Regions from separate parts of the Mus musculus genome. Here regions 1, 2, 3 and 4 are each linked to region 5. The links are chromatin contacts, called in public HiCAR-type and HiChIP or PLAC-seq maps. All regions are on one chromosome and are shown on one strand. Each heading gives the region's core, a stretch centred on a gene start, on an enhancer-like site or on the middle of the called end of the contact. The rest is flanking DNA. Distances are from core to core; before and after follow the strand shown.

Region 1 (2,700 bases), core at 19-2,518, 340 kb after region 5:
ATTTCTAAACTATCATATAAGTATCTGGGTGATGGATTGCACTTAATTAGATTGTGACCACCTGTACACATGTATATACAGGGATATTTATAGATCAAAAGAGAGGCACTTCTGTGCACATTGGTTTCAATAGGAAGTTGATGATATTTCTATTTTATTCACGAGGAACTAAGACTTGAAAATTATCAATCCCTGTCAAATCAGTGCAGATCTTAAAAGTGGTGTCACCTTAAAGGGATGTCAAAACGTATCTTTCTCAATTCTGTTTGACTTTCATTTTTAACTACATGTCACATATGTGAGAATCTGTTGCCTGGATCATAATGATTTTTATCTAGGCAGCAATGTACATGGGGATTGTGGGAGGAAGGGAGGGGATGTGGTTGTTAGGAGGTTGCCCCCAAACAAATAAGGTACAAATAAGGAGAACTACCAAAAAGACAACCATGGCAATTCATTGGGCCACTCAAAGTTGCTGTCTGGAGAGACATGGGACACTCAAGTCCTTCATTCTATGTAAAGATAAGATCTGAGTGTTTGTAAAAGCCCATTAGTAAATCTACATGCTGAATAATAAGATGTTGCTGTAGACTAGTGTTCTCTCCAACTCTGGGGGGGTGGGGGATGGGGGTGGCAACTTACAAGGTAAATAATTTTGTTCTGAATATTGTAACATAAATCAGACAAGTTTAAATTTAATTAAGTTTTGTATTCAAACATTACACCATTAGCCATGACAAAATATAGAGCATTTTCATCTGAAGCAGAGTAAGGAAAGCCATGACTAAATATGCTATTATCTGAAGCTTGCCTTTAGATGTATAGAAACTTACCTATAGTCATAGGATGCCAAAGAGTTATATTCATGGAGCATTCTTGGGATACATTATGAATTCTTGAGTTTAGAATATGGGCTGTCACATTTTCCGAAGGAATGTGGTAATTTAATCTTTGAAGAAAATGAGCTCGTACTTTTCCCTCTATCCTCAGTTGGCATGTGATTCTTGTCGTCATTCAAGCCAAAATTTGTTATTATAAAGTAACAAACTCATTGTATTGCCCAAGTTCAGGTTAAACATTAACCTTTCTCCATGGATCAATTCCTGACAGGAACTGGGGAAGAGGCAGAGCTCTTCAATGTCTTGTGCTTGCCAAGTGAGAAACCCTGAGGCAGCTCAGCTAGGGTTCCATCATGTGCTCTGTGTGAGCCTTGTGAGAAGCCTTGGTTCAGCTCTGCGAACAGCTCTGTCCCAGCCCAGTGTGCCCACCTTGCCCTAAGGCAATCCTTCCCATGACCTTTCAGTCTCCACCCTCTGTTCTGAATTTGAAAGGCGGGCTCTTCAATCCGGTGAAATGCAATGGCTGCCAAGCAATAGAATACAAAGTATCTTTTATTAGTGACCAAAAACTGAGTAACAAAAGAGGTATTTAGAAATGAAGAAAACAAAAGAAAGATGTCTCATTTAGTACAAAGTATGCACTATTTTAGTATCTCTTGAAAATATTTTATATGCCCTTTAAAAATGACCCTTGAGGAATTGACAAAGTCCTGTATTTTCACTGTCCTATAAAAGTCTGTCACAGAAGGATAATCAGTCTCCTGCTTGCTTTTTTTGTTTGTTTGGTTTTTTGTTTGTTTGTTTGTTTTTTGGTTTTTTTTTTTGAGATAGGGTTTCTCTGTATAGCCCTGGCTGTCCTGGAACTCACTTTGTAGACCAGACTGGCCTCAAACTCAAAAATCCGCCTGCTTCTGCCTCCCGAGTGCTGGGATCAAAGGCGTGTGCCAACACACCGGGCTCTCCTGCTCTTTCTTATCCTACCATAAAATTGTTCAATATAGATATTGTATTTGATTTACTTTGAATCCTTTATTTAAGGAGCAAGTACAGGAAAGAGCTACTCAGTGGTTATTTAATTAGTAAAAGAGTGAGCTAAGGAAAGGCGTGTTATTTCACAAGAAGCTGTTGATGTGGGTAGATAAACCTGGTATCTTCAGGTAAAAAGACGGAGAATGTTTTTTATGGCTGTTGTACTGGGGATTAAATTTAGGACCTCATACATATCAGGAAAATATTCGACCAATGAGGAACAATTGATAGTCCTACTCAGCTCTGGCATCTCTGAACCAAAGCAAGCGCCACCATAGCGTGATCGCCCACGGGTACAGTAGTGGCATACACACCTTGGCACTAACCAACTTTAATTGGACTTAAGGCCCATGCAAGGAAAAGGAATTCATGCCTGGTCCTGGAAAAAAATAGTTAACTACTGAGACCTCCTGAAGGCATGAATCTTAGTAAACCAGCACTGTACTAGACCAGCACGATTTGGGAGAAAGAATGTTCAATAATTCCTACTGAGCTTAAAAGGAGCAGATGCAACCTTTCTACTTAGACCAGCACACCCAGGTGACGTTGTGCTGGTGGTTGTCATTAGCAGTGTAGACTGTTCAGATATTAGATTACTCTACTTTGCCTCAGCTCGCTTCCTCGGAGGACTTATGAGTAGTACTCATCACCCAAAGGCACCATGCAAGTTAGTCCTCAGGGATGAGGGTTCTGTACAATAGAATTCCCATACCTAATGCTCACAGTCACTGTAGAAGAGAGGGCCAGGGGAAAGATGTTTGTTGTGAGGTTGTGTCTCCTCCCTACCAGGCTTCGTACTAGCAAGCAGGACACTGCTGTAAAACAGCCAGGA
Region 2 (2,700 bases), core at 23-2,522, 290 kb after region 5:
GGCTTCCTCCTACCCTTCGCCCCATGTCTCCGTGCTCCAGACCAACCCTGTTAGCCCTTTTGATTTAATCTTCACAGTTCTGTACTCACTGGAGGGACAGAAAATGGATGCTAATATACCAAAATAGACACTTAGAAAACTCGTTTTTAAAAATGACTCTGCAGCTTCACCTGCAAGTAAAAGACATAAAGGCATTTCCACCTCACCACTAATGACCATAAATATTAACATTGAGGTCAGTTCACAGTTTGCCAGTGTTACGGCCGTATTTTAAAGTTACATTTTACTTCATAGTATAACACATTACTTCAAGAGGATATCCTTATAGGTAACATTAAATTTCATATAGTTCTATAAACTACTTTTCCTTTTCCTTTTTTGAAAATAGATTCTTCACTCATACATCAGACCACAGTTGCCCTCCCTCCACGCTTCCCAGCGACCTCACCACCTCCCCTCTCCCTCAGATCCACACCCGCTCAGTTTCCTCTTGAGAAAAGAGCAGGCCTCTAAGAGATGACGGTCAGACAGGGCAAAACAAGATACACAGTAAGGAAAGGCAAAGGCCCTCGAATCCAAGCCAGACAAGGCAACCTAGTAGGAGGAAGAGGCTCAGGAACAGGCATTAGAGTCAGAGACACACCCACTGCCACCGTTGGAAGCCCCACAAAAACACGGAGCCATCACATATATGCAGAGGACCTGGTGCCGACCCACGCAGGCCTTGGGCTTGTCACTTAGGTCTCTATGAGCCCATGTATGTGAGCCCTTGCTTAGCTGATTCAGTGGCCCGTGTTCTCCTGGTGTCCTCCATCCTCTCTCACTCTATAATCTCTTGGGTTTTTTTGGTTTTTTTTTGTTTTGTTTTTTTTTTTGTTTTTGTTTTTGTTTTGTTTTTGTTTTTTTTTGTTTTTGTTTTTTTTTGTTGTTGTTTTTTGTTTTTTTGTTTGTTTTTTTTTGTTTTTTTTGTTGTTGTTTTTTTGTTTTTTTGTTTTTTTGTTTTTTTGCTCTTCCACGGGGTTTTCAGAGCTCCTAGGAGAAGGACCCTATGGGAACCTCCAGTTAGGTTCTCCACATAATGTCTGAGTGGGGGTCTCTAAAGCTTCTCCCATCTGCTGGCCCATTGAAGATGGACTCTTTGAGAATGACTGGACAAGTCGCTAGATCTAGGAGGATAGCAGAATATCTTTAGGATTTTTTTCCCTCAGTACTGTGGCTCAGCCTTAGCGCTCTGGGCTCTCCAGTCTCTCTCTGGGTCCTAGCTATCAGGTCGTATAGAGCATGGGCTCCCTCTGGTGGTGTGGTTCTCAAGTTAAACCGAAATCTGTTGGCCATTCCCACAAGTTCTACACATCATTGCCGCAGCACATCTTGCAGGTCTGATGTATTGCCGATTGTAGGTGGAGGGTTTCCTGTGTATTTTATGACTTCATTTTAAAATTATATTTCACTTCATAGTAAAGCACTTTGCTTGAAGATATCTTTGTATGTGATATTAAATTTGTTATACAGTTCTGTAAACACGTTTCTACAAGAAATTTAGTGAACATTTATTAATGGGCAAAGTAACAAAATCTTAGAGTATAAGAAAAACAATCTTTGGAAGGAAATGAAAGTTTAATTTCTCACCACATCTTACTCAGATAAAAACAGTACAAGCAATGGCTACGCTAAAAATTCATTTGAATCTGCCTTAAAGGATTGTTACCATATACTCTGTTACAGTCAAGCTATTTGTGGGCTTATTTCACTGATGCAGCATTGGAGGGGTATTTGGGTTTTTTTGTTTTGTTTTGTTTTTTTAATCAAGTGCCTGAAATGGAATGAACAAGAAAATAGCGCCCTCTATGAGTGGGAATGAGGACTGCATCTTTTAAATAACGTATTCGAAGTCTGAAAAATGGTCTTAACTAATGGCCTAGCACAATTAAAACGAGATGTTTTACACTAGGTATTTTTCCTTATAAGCAGTTTGATGATGAGAAAAAAAAACTAGGAGGAAAAGCATGTGTTTCCTGATGTTTCATTAAATTATGTCTCATTAAGTCCTGACATCATAACGGAGATTAAACCCTCCGAGAATGCTCTCTGCGAAGCATCACACCAACAGAGAAGGAACCCGTGCCTTCTAGCACACGGTCCCTAAATCAGGATGTGTATAGTGGGGCTGGGTAATACATACATTTACCAACTGTTCTCACTCATTTTACCTCTCCAGTAATGTTACTGCTAAAGATGCTGATGGAGCAATCATGTTTGCTCCAAGTAGGCCAGGGGACTGCTGCTTGCGCTGCCTTTCAGTGCCTCTCCTTTCTCAGCCAGCACCATACCACGCAGTTCTATACTGTTCCCTCCATGAAAACACGGATGGATGCTGTCTTTTCAGTGTAAAAGGGGGGTCTCTCATACTCGTCTCACTAAAGTCCCATTTCCCTTGGGGTTCTTTCCTTGTTTGGCTCTGCTCTGTCAAGGATGAATTGAGGAAATTATTTTTCAGAAGGAATATTGTCTTTGGCTTTTGACAACTGTCAGAAGGGACAGGCCTCTTCATTTGGTATTCCCAAAGCTTGTGCCATCCATTCCAGAATTGTCACTCACCAGAGCTATGCTAATGCCATTTCTGCCTTCCCCGTGCAGACGGTGGGGATTTCTGTGCTTAGCAGAATGCCAAAGATATCAAAGCCCATACTCCACTGACAC
Region 3 (2,700 bases), core at 150-2,649, 370 kb after region 5:
AGCATGGCGGCAGGCAGCCATGACTTCGAAGCTCCTATCTTGAGATAACCACCACAAAGAGGCAGAGAGGGCACTAACTGGAAATGGCTGGTCTTTTGAAATGTCAAAGCTCATCTTCAGTGACCCTTCCAACAAGGCCACACCTGCTCCAATAAGGCCATATCCCTTAACCCATCACAAACAGTTCTACCAGGGAACTAAATATTCAAACATTAGCCTGTAGGACCATTCTCATCCAAACCACCATATATATTATTATAACATTGAAATTCTTGTTATTCAGGTCCAATCTAATGGTGACCTGCTAGAGATAATCTCCCAAGGGTAACTGGTGGAGTTTAAGAGATAGAGTTGTTGATACTCTCAGGAAATTTCCTTAGCTGTTCTACGTTTCTGAAATTCCAATAGCGCTATTTTGCAAAATGAATCTCTTTTTTGAACCATATTATAAATATTTAGTCTCAACAAGTTTGCTGTTCCCCATCAACTTTGGACTACAGACGCCTGACACTCAGTGTATTGTAGCTTTTCTTGGGCCTCCTAGTCATACTTACAGTATGCTTTTTTTTTTTTTCTTTACTGGTGAAATCAAGATGTAGGTGGGTGGTGGTTGTGGCGCGGCGGTGTAATGCTAGGTACCGACTGTACAGTGAAGCGTTTTCTATCACATGTTTCAGTGACATTTTCCTGAGAGGATATTCTGAGTTCAAAGTGTCTGTGAAGGGCACCAGGTCTCTCTGTCCCTTCAGCCACTTAACACTGAACTAAATTCTATCTGACTGTGAAGTAAGAACTTGAGAATGTGGTTTTAAGAGATGTCTGACAGACAGCAAACAGTTGTCCTACCCAGGAGTTTGTTTTTAGTGTTGATGAGCTGAGAAACAACTCTCTGGAATACGCAAGCAGTCACTTAGCAGAGGGAGTCTCTAATATATTAATAGAAACAGCCTATCCTCTAACGCTTAGCAGAGACCTGGGATCTCTATCAAGGCCTTGTTGCTCGCCATCATCAGACGCGGCAAAGGCATTTAATGTCTCTGAACAAATGAAATGGGAATAGCATGGAATCAGAGCTCAGGGCCTTCCCTACTGCCTCATTAATGGCGATTATATCAAGGTCTAGCTGTGAATCTCTTGGGTGGTTTTCTTTTCGAGAGAGAGCTAGACCTCAACGTTTTGCGTGTCCTGTGATGAATTAAGAACAAATTAGCAAAAACAAATGATTAGGTGTGACTCTAAAGCAGATGTCGGTGTTTCTTTTTTTAGCCATTGGTGAGCTGCCATCATTGGCTACACCAATTAAAAAGCATTTCTATTTCTTTCCCACGTGGAAAACGCCGGACCCTGAGCAGCGCACACAGGCTGATGCGCATGCGCTTCAGCCTTTCCTCCGGGCGGGCATCCCAAGTTCACAGTCTCTATGGCTCTTCATGCTTGGGCCCACTCAGGCTCTGCCTTCAGCTAGTGCCACTCCAAACTCAGTCTTCTTCCAGGAGTTATCAATTGAAAGATCATTTGCCATCAAGAGCAAAGCCACGATCTAGAGATGAACGGAACTAACCTGTACTCACGTGTCTGTCATCATAGACTGACTTTATGATAGCAGAAACTTAACGTGTCTGAGTCTCAGTGCTGACAATAGTGGCTAGAGGCATTGTCTGGCTGTGTAAGATTAGGTAACTGTTAGCCATGGTGTCTGTCTGGTTCCTCCCCAGTGAAAATCTAAAACTTCCGCCATGATTCTGCCATGATTTGCCTCTCCTTCAGAGGAGCCTTCTCGCATTCTTTACTTTCTCGGCACATAGACTGTAGGTTTTTGTAGGGAACAGGACCGTAGGTTTAACCTTGCATCTGCTACTCCTTAGCTTTATGCTTTCAGGAATAAGTTATTCAAACTTTGTAAACCTCAATTTCCTCGGTGATCAAACAGAATAAAAGAAATTGGAAGCCTGGAAATTGATTATTAGGGCTTATATAACATATCTCATGTTCTTATTACAAAATGAGCAGAAAATCATTATTGAAATCATGCTGGCAGGATGAGGAACTAGAGGAAAGTCATCTGACAGTCAGCTGGTTTTTGTTTTTGTTTTTTTTTCCATTCAATCAATGCTCAAGATGTATCCTGGTGCAGGGGGGTCTGAAGGAGATGGCCAACAGCTAGGGCCTGAGAACAGGAAAGTTTATGGCTATTGGCGTATAAAAAAAAAAATGTTGTGGAAAAATTTATGCCCCCACAATTGGACACATGAGATTGTTGTTATTTAGAAATCTCTGGTATTTGAGCTCTTTTTGTCTTAGTCCTGAGGGAGCAATTTTGCTTTGCAGTCTGGCAATTCCAAAATTGTTTTGCTGGTTTGTTAGTATGGGTCTGAAAAGTGGGAAGACATCGTTTCTGACCTTAACTGGTGGGCAGGCAACAAGTGGGAAACACAGTCGGATCCACGGTTGTAAATTTTTTACCAACTGAACAACCTGTGCTCATAGCCCATATGTTTTTAGACAGGGAGAGACAGAGAGAGAGAGAGAGAGAGAGAGACAGAGAGACAGAGAGACAGAGAGACAGAGAGACAGAGAGTTGTTTTTACATTTGAAGCATAAGGCAAAACAACTAGAAACCATTCCATCAGCTAGTTCTGGTAGTGTCCTATACAACTCCTGAGTCGTTCTTTGTTGTTTTTATTCAGTCTTTGTAAATAA
Region 4 (2,700 bases), core at 185-2,684, 390 kb after region 5:
CTACTCTCTGGCTGTTTCCTGGGAACAAGAAACTACCAGTCCACCCATGCCCACCCCAACACACAACTTGCATGTAGCCCCCTGACATCTGTCCTAGTGAAGCCTTTTCACGTCTGCCATGTTCCAATATACACTCTTCTGCTTTCCTCAGAGAAAGGAGCCGCTTAGGTGCCCGAGCTCAGGGCTAAGGAGTTTCAAGAGCGAATGCCAGGCAATCTGTCAATGCTGCTACACAGACACCTTTCAGACAGACACCGCCTTCAGATGTAACTCCTAAAGGAATCCTGAGGCAGACCGAACTGTAGTACGATATCACCGATCCCTTGTGTTCAGCGTGCAAAATTATGTTTGCTGAGATGTGGCTTTTTTTTTTTTTCATCATGAAAGCCCTAGACCATTGCACACACAGAAGGCCTTTTGCCTTGGCAACGTTGCCGTTGGCCGGTGTTGGGAGCCTGGGTGCCTGTTGATCATTGATTTCTTAATACCCACAGAGCTCTGGATTCAACATTTTCTCTATAAAGCAAGACTTTGTAAGCCTTAATCAGCTTACAAGTTGTCTGTGAGGAACAAACGGAAAGTACTTTTGTAGGGAGGGGGATAATATAATGAGGCAACATTTTGGGGATATGGCAAGGATTAATACAGCCTCAAGGCCTTCCTGGGAAGTTGTTTTCAACATTTCCATGGAAACGCACATGAAAGCAGTGGTTTTCACACTTATTTTTAACCTGTGAATATTCCAAGTCCTAACTCCGCAATATCTCTTCCTAGTACCAAAGAAAAACCTTTTACAATTGTGCATTTTTAAAGGATTTGATTTACACTTTAAATTACGTGTATGTGTTGTGTGGGGGTAGGTATGGGCAGACACGGACAGGTGCCCGAGGATGCCAGAGTGTCAGATCGCCCAAGCTTGAGTTACAGGCTGTTATGAGTCCTGTGACATAATAGATCCTGGTTCTCCACAAAAATCAACACATGCTCTTAACTTCTGAGCTGTCTGTCCAGCTCCCTATAGTCATCCATCTTGAAAATGCCATGAATGGCTTGGTAGGTGGTGGGCAGTGTTTACAAAGGGTCAAGGCTTCCCAAGCCATCCAGACTTTGAGCTTACTTCCTTTGACCTCTTGATATTTCCTTAGAATTCCCCAAGTCTCACTTTGGAGAAAAACAAAAAAACAAAAAAAGCAAAAACCAAAACCAACAAAACAAAAAAAGATGCATTAGGTTATTCAATTATAGTATACAGTGTAGTAGAACAAAATGGAATTCCTAATTGAGTTCCGTGATTGCTCACCCAAAGGAGACAAAGTACTCGAGATGTTTATGCAGACAGCATGACTCATCGCTTATTAGCTGGGTCTAACACCTGCTTTGTGCACTCTCTTCCCGCCTCTGGCTTGGTGTCCTTATCTGTATACCCAGTCATAGGCTGGTATGTGAACTAATTGCAAAATGCTGCTGTAAGGCCTGGCAAGTGCTACTTACACGGTCAGTGGCAGCACTGGCAGCCATCATCATTAGACATGGTGATTTCTGAGTGCCTTTCTCTTATGCTAATAATGTCTTTGTAAAGATGTTTGAGAAGTGTTCTGAATAAGAAGAAAAAGGAAACAGGTATCAACTCAAGGAGCACGTGAGCCTTATTTACCAACACAGTAGCAAATGCATCGTCTCCTGGATTCTGTAGAATGACTGAGTCAGGAGGTTTGGTGTTGGAATGCTTCCTCCCTGTCAGGAGGGTTCTTCTCTGTCCGCTCCCCACATCTTTGCTCCTCAAAGCCAAGACCTCATTTAGCTTCATTTTTGTTGCCCATGTTTACCTTGGCAGAGTCTACTCAGAGAAAATAAAAAGTGTAACAACTAAAGTATGACAAAGCCATTGATGATGTGGGTCACTCGTCGAGTTCTTGTACAAGGTCCTGGATTTGATCCTCCAGGTCAATGAAAAGCAGCATAAATAAGCAGTTAGACAGAAATGAATGCCTTTCCCCCCTTAGGACATTTGCAATCTATTATGAGCTAAGCATTGAGCAAAAGGACTAAATCCCTAGTGGGCTGTCTTTGATTTGAACAACCAAGACCACAGAGTATCTTCATGTACTGGTGGAGGGGGGCGCTCAGCAGGAAGAGTACAGAGCAATCATGACCTATGAAAGCTGGTGTAAAATCGTGGAGGAGAGGGGATAAGAACGGAAGGCAGAAGAGAAATGAAGAACTCCGTGTCATCTGATTAAGCCCACACTAAGCCTGGGCTTGTGCCAGACATTTTTGGTAGTGACTTTCACAATCTTCAACAGTTCTGAGAAGTGACTTTATTATCCCCGTGGCAATTTTTTTTCCCCCACAGCTGTGAAAATAGAGGTCATATGGATCAGTCAATGGGCTGAGGGTTATACGGCTCAGAGGTAGCTAATGAGCTGAACTTTGAACCCGGGGTTGCTGGGATCATCATCAGACTTTTGTTAACTATACCTCCTTCAAACAACTTACAGTAGGGTCCCCCCCCCCAAAAAAAAAACATGATATTTTAATAAAAAAGAATTTTACAAAAGCAGATCTAAAATGGGTCTATAGAGTTTACTGAGGACAGTTCAGGGAGTTTCCACAAAGGGTTTCCTCTGAGGCTCACTTTTCCTGGCTGTCTGGCGCTGTGAAATTAGACCTTCCCTAATGGCTTGGAGCTGAGTGTATCCT
Region 5 (2,700 bases), core at 186-2,685:
TGGTGGAGTAGCTGATCTTAGGTTTTGCTGAACAGAACTTCAGAGCATCTTTTCCGTATCTATAACATTTGAAAGTCAAAGACTTTACTTTTAAGGGGCAACAAGGCTGGGGAGAAGTATGGACACTTACAGTTAACAGAGACTATAGAACTGTTTCATACCGCCTCACAGCCCCCCATTCCCAAACATTGTATCTAATTATTTAACCCTCCATTTGGGGGGAGGGGGCTGGAGGTATTTTGTAGCTCCTCAAAGAGGTATTGTTTTTTCAAGTGTAAAATAATCTGAGATCCCCCAAAAGTCACCAGGGTGCTAGAGATAGCCCTGTGCCAGACTCCTGCTCTTTCCCACCATTCCAGGAGCCACACAACACAGAGAGTTAATCAGGTTTTATTGCTTGCTTCCTTGTATTAACATTTTCTTCATTTTAATTTACTCCCTTCCGGTAAGAAAATACTTTCTTTTCTTTATTTTAAATCTTCTCTAAATAAGTTTATTGAAGCTATATTTTCCACAAATTGAAATATTCTTTTAAAAGAAATTATGAAAGGCTTGATTTATTTTACCCTCTCGTGGCTGAATATCAATTAAACATAACATAATGTAACAATTGAAACCTTACTTCTTTCTTTTTTTTTTTTTTTTAACTATTTCTGTGAAAATAACCAGTTCCTTGCAGGAGGAGGCAAGTTTAACTACAAAGAGATTACAAACAAGTTTGTGGGTCTGAATAGTGTTGCTTGGTGCTTTGAAAGAACCATAATTAACAAGGTTGTAAAAGCCAACAGTCTCTGTTCACGTCCTTCCTGTGTAACGTTTTGAAACCTTTGGTTTGTCTCTGGAGGGGGGAGTATTCGCTTATGATTTGTCTCATAGGATACATCAGACTGAATTTAGAAGCAGGGAACCATTCCTTCTTGTCTAGCTACTGGATATTTATTCTTCCCTTATTAAAGGGGGAAAAAAAAGAATTAAGAAAGAAAAGGAAGGAAGGAAGGAAGGAAGGAAGAAGGAAGGAAGGAAGGAAGGAAGGAAGGAAGGAAGGAAGGAAGGAAAGAAAAGGAAAGGAAAGGAAAGGAAAGGAAAGAAAAGAAAAGAAAAGAAAAGAAAAGAAAAGAAAAGAAAAGAAAAGAAAAAAAAAGAAAAAACTAAAGCACTAGTAATTTTCTTTTATGAATGTAGACCATAGGGAGATAAATAGCCCCTGCCTGCCTGAGAGGAAGGTCAAGTTCCAAGTTTTTCTTTCCTTTACATTCAGGAATAAGCAAATGGAAAGGCAGGCCAAACAGAGGAGTAGCAGGCGTCTGATGGTTAAGCCCTCCCCCCAGGACTTTTTATGTACATAAGCAGGAGTCACTGGAGCAGCTGCGCCGCATTAGTTCCGATAGTTTAACAGGCTGCTCTGCAGGCTGACAAAAGCCGAGCTAGCGCGGTGGCTTCCCTCCATGTTCCCGAGCCTCCCGAGCTCTGCTCGTCAAGTGATCTTTGGCTGGGGCTGGGGGAGGAGGGTGACGTTGAACAGGCTTCGGCGGGGGAGTGTGCTCGCCTGGTCTACACCCAGCAGCCTGCACCGAGAGACTGAGGCAGGGGCGGAATGAACTAACAGCAGCTGGATCCGACCTGTTTCCCTGGACATTCCTCAGACTCCGGATCAAGGGACTCACTGGAAACAGGCCAGGCAACCACGTTGCCCTGGATTGTGGCCAACTGTACAAAGTTGACCAGGAAAATGGCTCAGCAGACGACAAGCCCGGACACCCTTACAGTCCCTGAAGTGGATAATCCGCATGTTCCAAACCCATGGCTCAATGAGGATCTTGTGAAATCCCTGCGGGAAAACCTGTTGCAGCACGAAAAGTCAAAGACAGCGAGGAAATCCGTTTCTCCCAAGCTCTCCCCGGTGATTTCTCCCAGGAATTCCCCCAGGCTCCTGCGCAGGATGCTTCTGAGTAGCAACATCCCCAAACAGCGCCGCTTCACAGTGGCACATACATGGTAAGGTCTGCACCGACCCCTGAAATGTTAGCCATACCGTATGGTTCAGTGATTTTTGCTCCTCCTGCAGCCTTGGGGGTGGGGAGGAAGATCTCTATTCCACTCCTGTGATTTATCGGAAGTAATCTACCTCCATAGTATGTCCCACCGATGCCCAAGTCAGGGCAGGAATCCTAGAGATAGGTAATAGGAGTGGTTGAGGTGGGTGGTTCTAAGAGCTCAGTCTCTATTGCAAGTTCCTACAAGAAAATTGGATTCCAGATGTCCAAAAGGAATGTAGGTTTGCTCCCATACCTAAGTAGTGGCGTTTCTTTGATTTCTTATGCTAATATCCCTACCAGGTTCTCCTAATTGGACCAGAACAGAGGGGAGGCTCCTCACACTTAGCGTCTCCTGAGTGATACTCCGTGCAAACAGAGATGCTCACAGTAGTGTGTACAGATGAGCCCCTCCCCCCCGCCCCCCAAACTGCCTCCAGCTTTATTGTGTTGATAATTTTCATCGTGCCTTTTCAGGGAAGAGGAAAGGGATTAGGAAGCCCGCAGGAAGTGATGGGCAACCCCTTGTTACTCTGATCTTGTTTTTCTTGAATTTGAATGCTTTGAATGTTTTGCACTTATATTTCCTTCATGAATATTTTATCATCTTTATAATGGGTGAGGTTATTTTATGCACTTGCTTCCATGTTTTGTTTGTTTTGTTTTG

What was found. HiCAR-type assays count read pairs that join an accessible place to other places. HiChIP or PLAC-seq counts read pairs in DNA pulled down with a chosen protein or histone mark.
Region 1: a contact with region 5 is called in an H3K27ac HiChIP or PLAC-seq map of embryonic stem cells, with 5 times the contacts expected there. The contact joins two enhancer-like sites. A contact is called at or near these places in 1 of 15 datasets of contacts at CTCF or cohesin (the NIH/3T3 cell line) and 13 of 115 datasets of contacts at active chromatin or transcription factors (bone marrow-derived macrophages, embryonic basal ganglia, embryonic forebrain and 4 more).
Region 2: a HiCAR-type map of kidney shows a contact between it and region 5, with 3 times the contacts expected there. The contact joins two enhancer-like sites. A contact is called at or near these places in 2 of 15 datasets of contacts at CTCF or cohesin (the NIH/3T3 cell line and large pre-B cells), 4 of 484 Hi-C or Micro-C datasets (bone marrow-derived macrophages, cortical neurons, muscle stem cells and 1 more), 22 of 115 datasets of contacts at active chromatin or transcription factors (the NIH/3T3 cell line, acute myeloid leukemia, a beta-TC-6 cell line and 10 more) and 2 of 9 other capture datasets (adipose tissue and liver).
Region 3: an H3K27ac HiChIP or PLAC-seq map of embryonic stem cells shows a contact between it and region 5, with 15 read pairs. The contact joins two enhancer-like sites. A contact is called at or near these places in 2 of 484 Hi-C or Micro-C datasets (both in embryonic stem cells), 12 of 115 datasets of contacts at active chromatin or transcription factors (bone marrow-derived macrophages, embryonic basal ganglia, embryonic forebrain and 4 more) and 1 of 9 other capture datasets (adipose tissue).
Region 4: a contact with region 5 is called in a FOXA1 HiChIP or PLAC-seq map of pancreatic cancer cells. The contact joins two enhancer-like sites. A contact is called at or near these places in 5 of 115 datasets of contacts at active chromatin or transcription factors (embryonic basal ganglia, embryonic stem cells, pancreatic cancer cells and 1 more) and 1 of 9 other capture datasets (adipose tissue).

Annotation. Positions count from the first base shown.
Region 1 is chr13:109,598,738-109,601,437 of GRCm38.p6, forward strand. The region is part of intron 3 of Pde4d (phosphodiesterase 4D, cAMP specific); the gene reads left to right. Among named protein-coding and RNA genes, the nearest start is that of Gm32703, 160 kb to the left of the region's middle. Within about 2 kb of position 1,269, at least 11 of the 459 cell types and tissues checked have an H3K27ac peak or open chromatin away from gene starts, as enhancers often do. A contact at or near this core is called in embryonic stem cells, where this site is marked.
Region 2 is chr13:109,546,644-109,549,343 of GRCm38.p6, forward strand. All of the region lies in intron 3 of Pde4d (phosphodiesterase 4D, cAMP specific), which reads left to right. Among named protein-coding and RNA genes, the nearest start is that of Gm32703, 110 kb to the left of the region's middle. Within about 2 kb of position 1,273, at least 67 of the 459 cell types and tissues checked have an H3K27ac peak or open chromatin away from gene starts, as enhancers often do. A contact at or near this core is called in bone marrow-derived macrophages, kidney and muscle stem cells, where this site is marked.
Region 3 is chr13:109,624,287-109,626,986 of GRCm38.p6, forward strand. The region is part of intron 3 of Pde4d (phosphodiesterase 4D, cAMP specific); the gene reads left to right. Among named protein-coding and RNA genes, the nearest start is that of Gm32703, 180 kb to the left of the region's middle. Within about 2 kb of position 1,400, at least 5 of the 459 cell types and tissues checked have an H3K27ac peak or open chromatin away from gene starts, as enhancers often do. A contact at or near this core is called in embryonic stem cells, where this site is marked.
Region 4 is chr13:109,650,562-109,653,261 of GRCm38.p6, forward strand. All of the region lies in intron 3 of Pde4d (phosphodiesterase 4D, cAMP specific), which reads left to right. Among named protein-coding and RNA genes, the nearest start is that of Gm32703, 210 kb to the left of the region's middle. Within about 2 kb of position 1,435, at least 91 of the 459 cell types and tissues checked have an H3K27ac peak or open chromatin away from gene starts, as enhancers often do. A contact at or near this core is called in adipose tissue, embryonic stem cells and pancreatic cancer cells, where this site is marked.
Region 5 is chr13:109,258,951-109,261,650 of GRCm38.p6, forward strand. The region is part of intron 3 of Pde4d (phosphodiesterase 4D, cAMP specific); the gene reads left to right. Among named protein-coding and RNA genes, the nearest start is that of Mir582, 64 kb to the right of the region's middle. Within about 2 kb of position 1,436, at least 274 of the 459 cell types and tissues checked have an H3K27ac peak or open chromatin away from gene starts, as enhancers often do. A contact at or near this core is called in adipose tissue, bone marrow-derived macrophages, embryonic stem cells and 3 more, where this site is marked.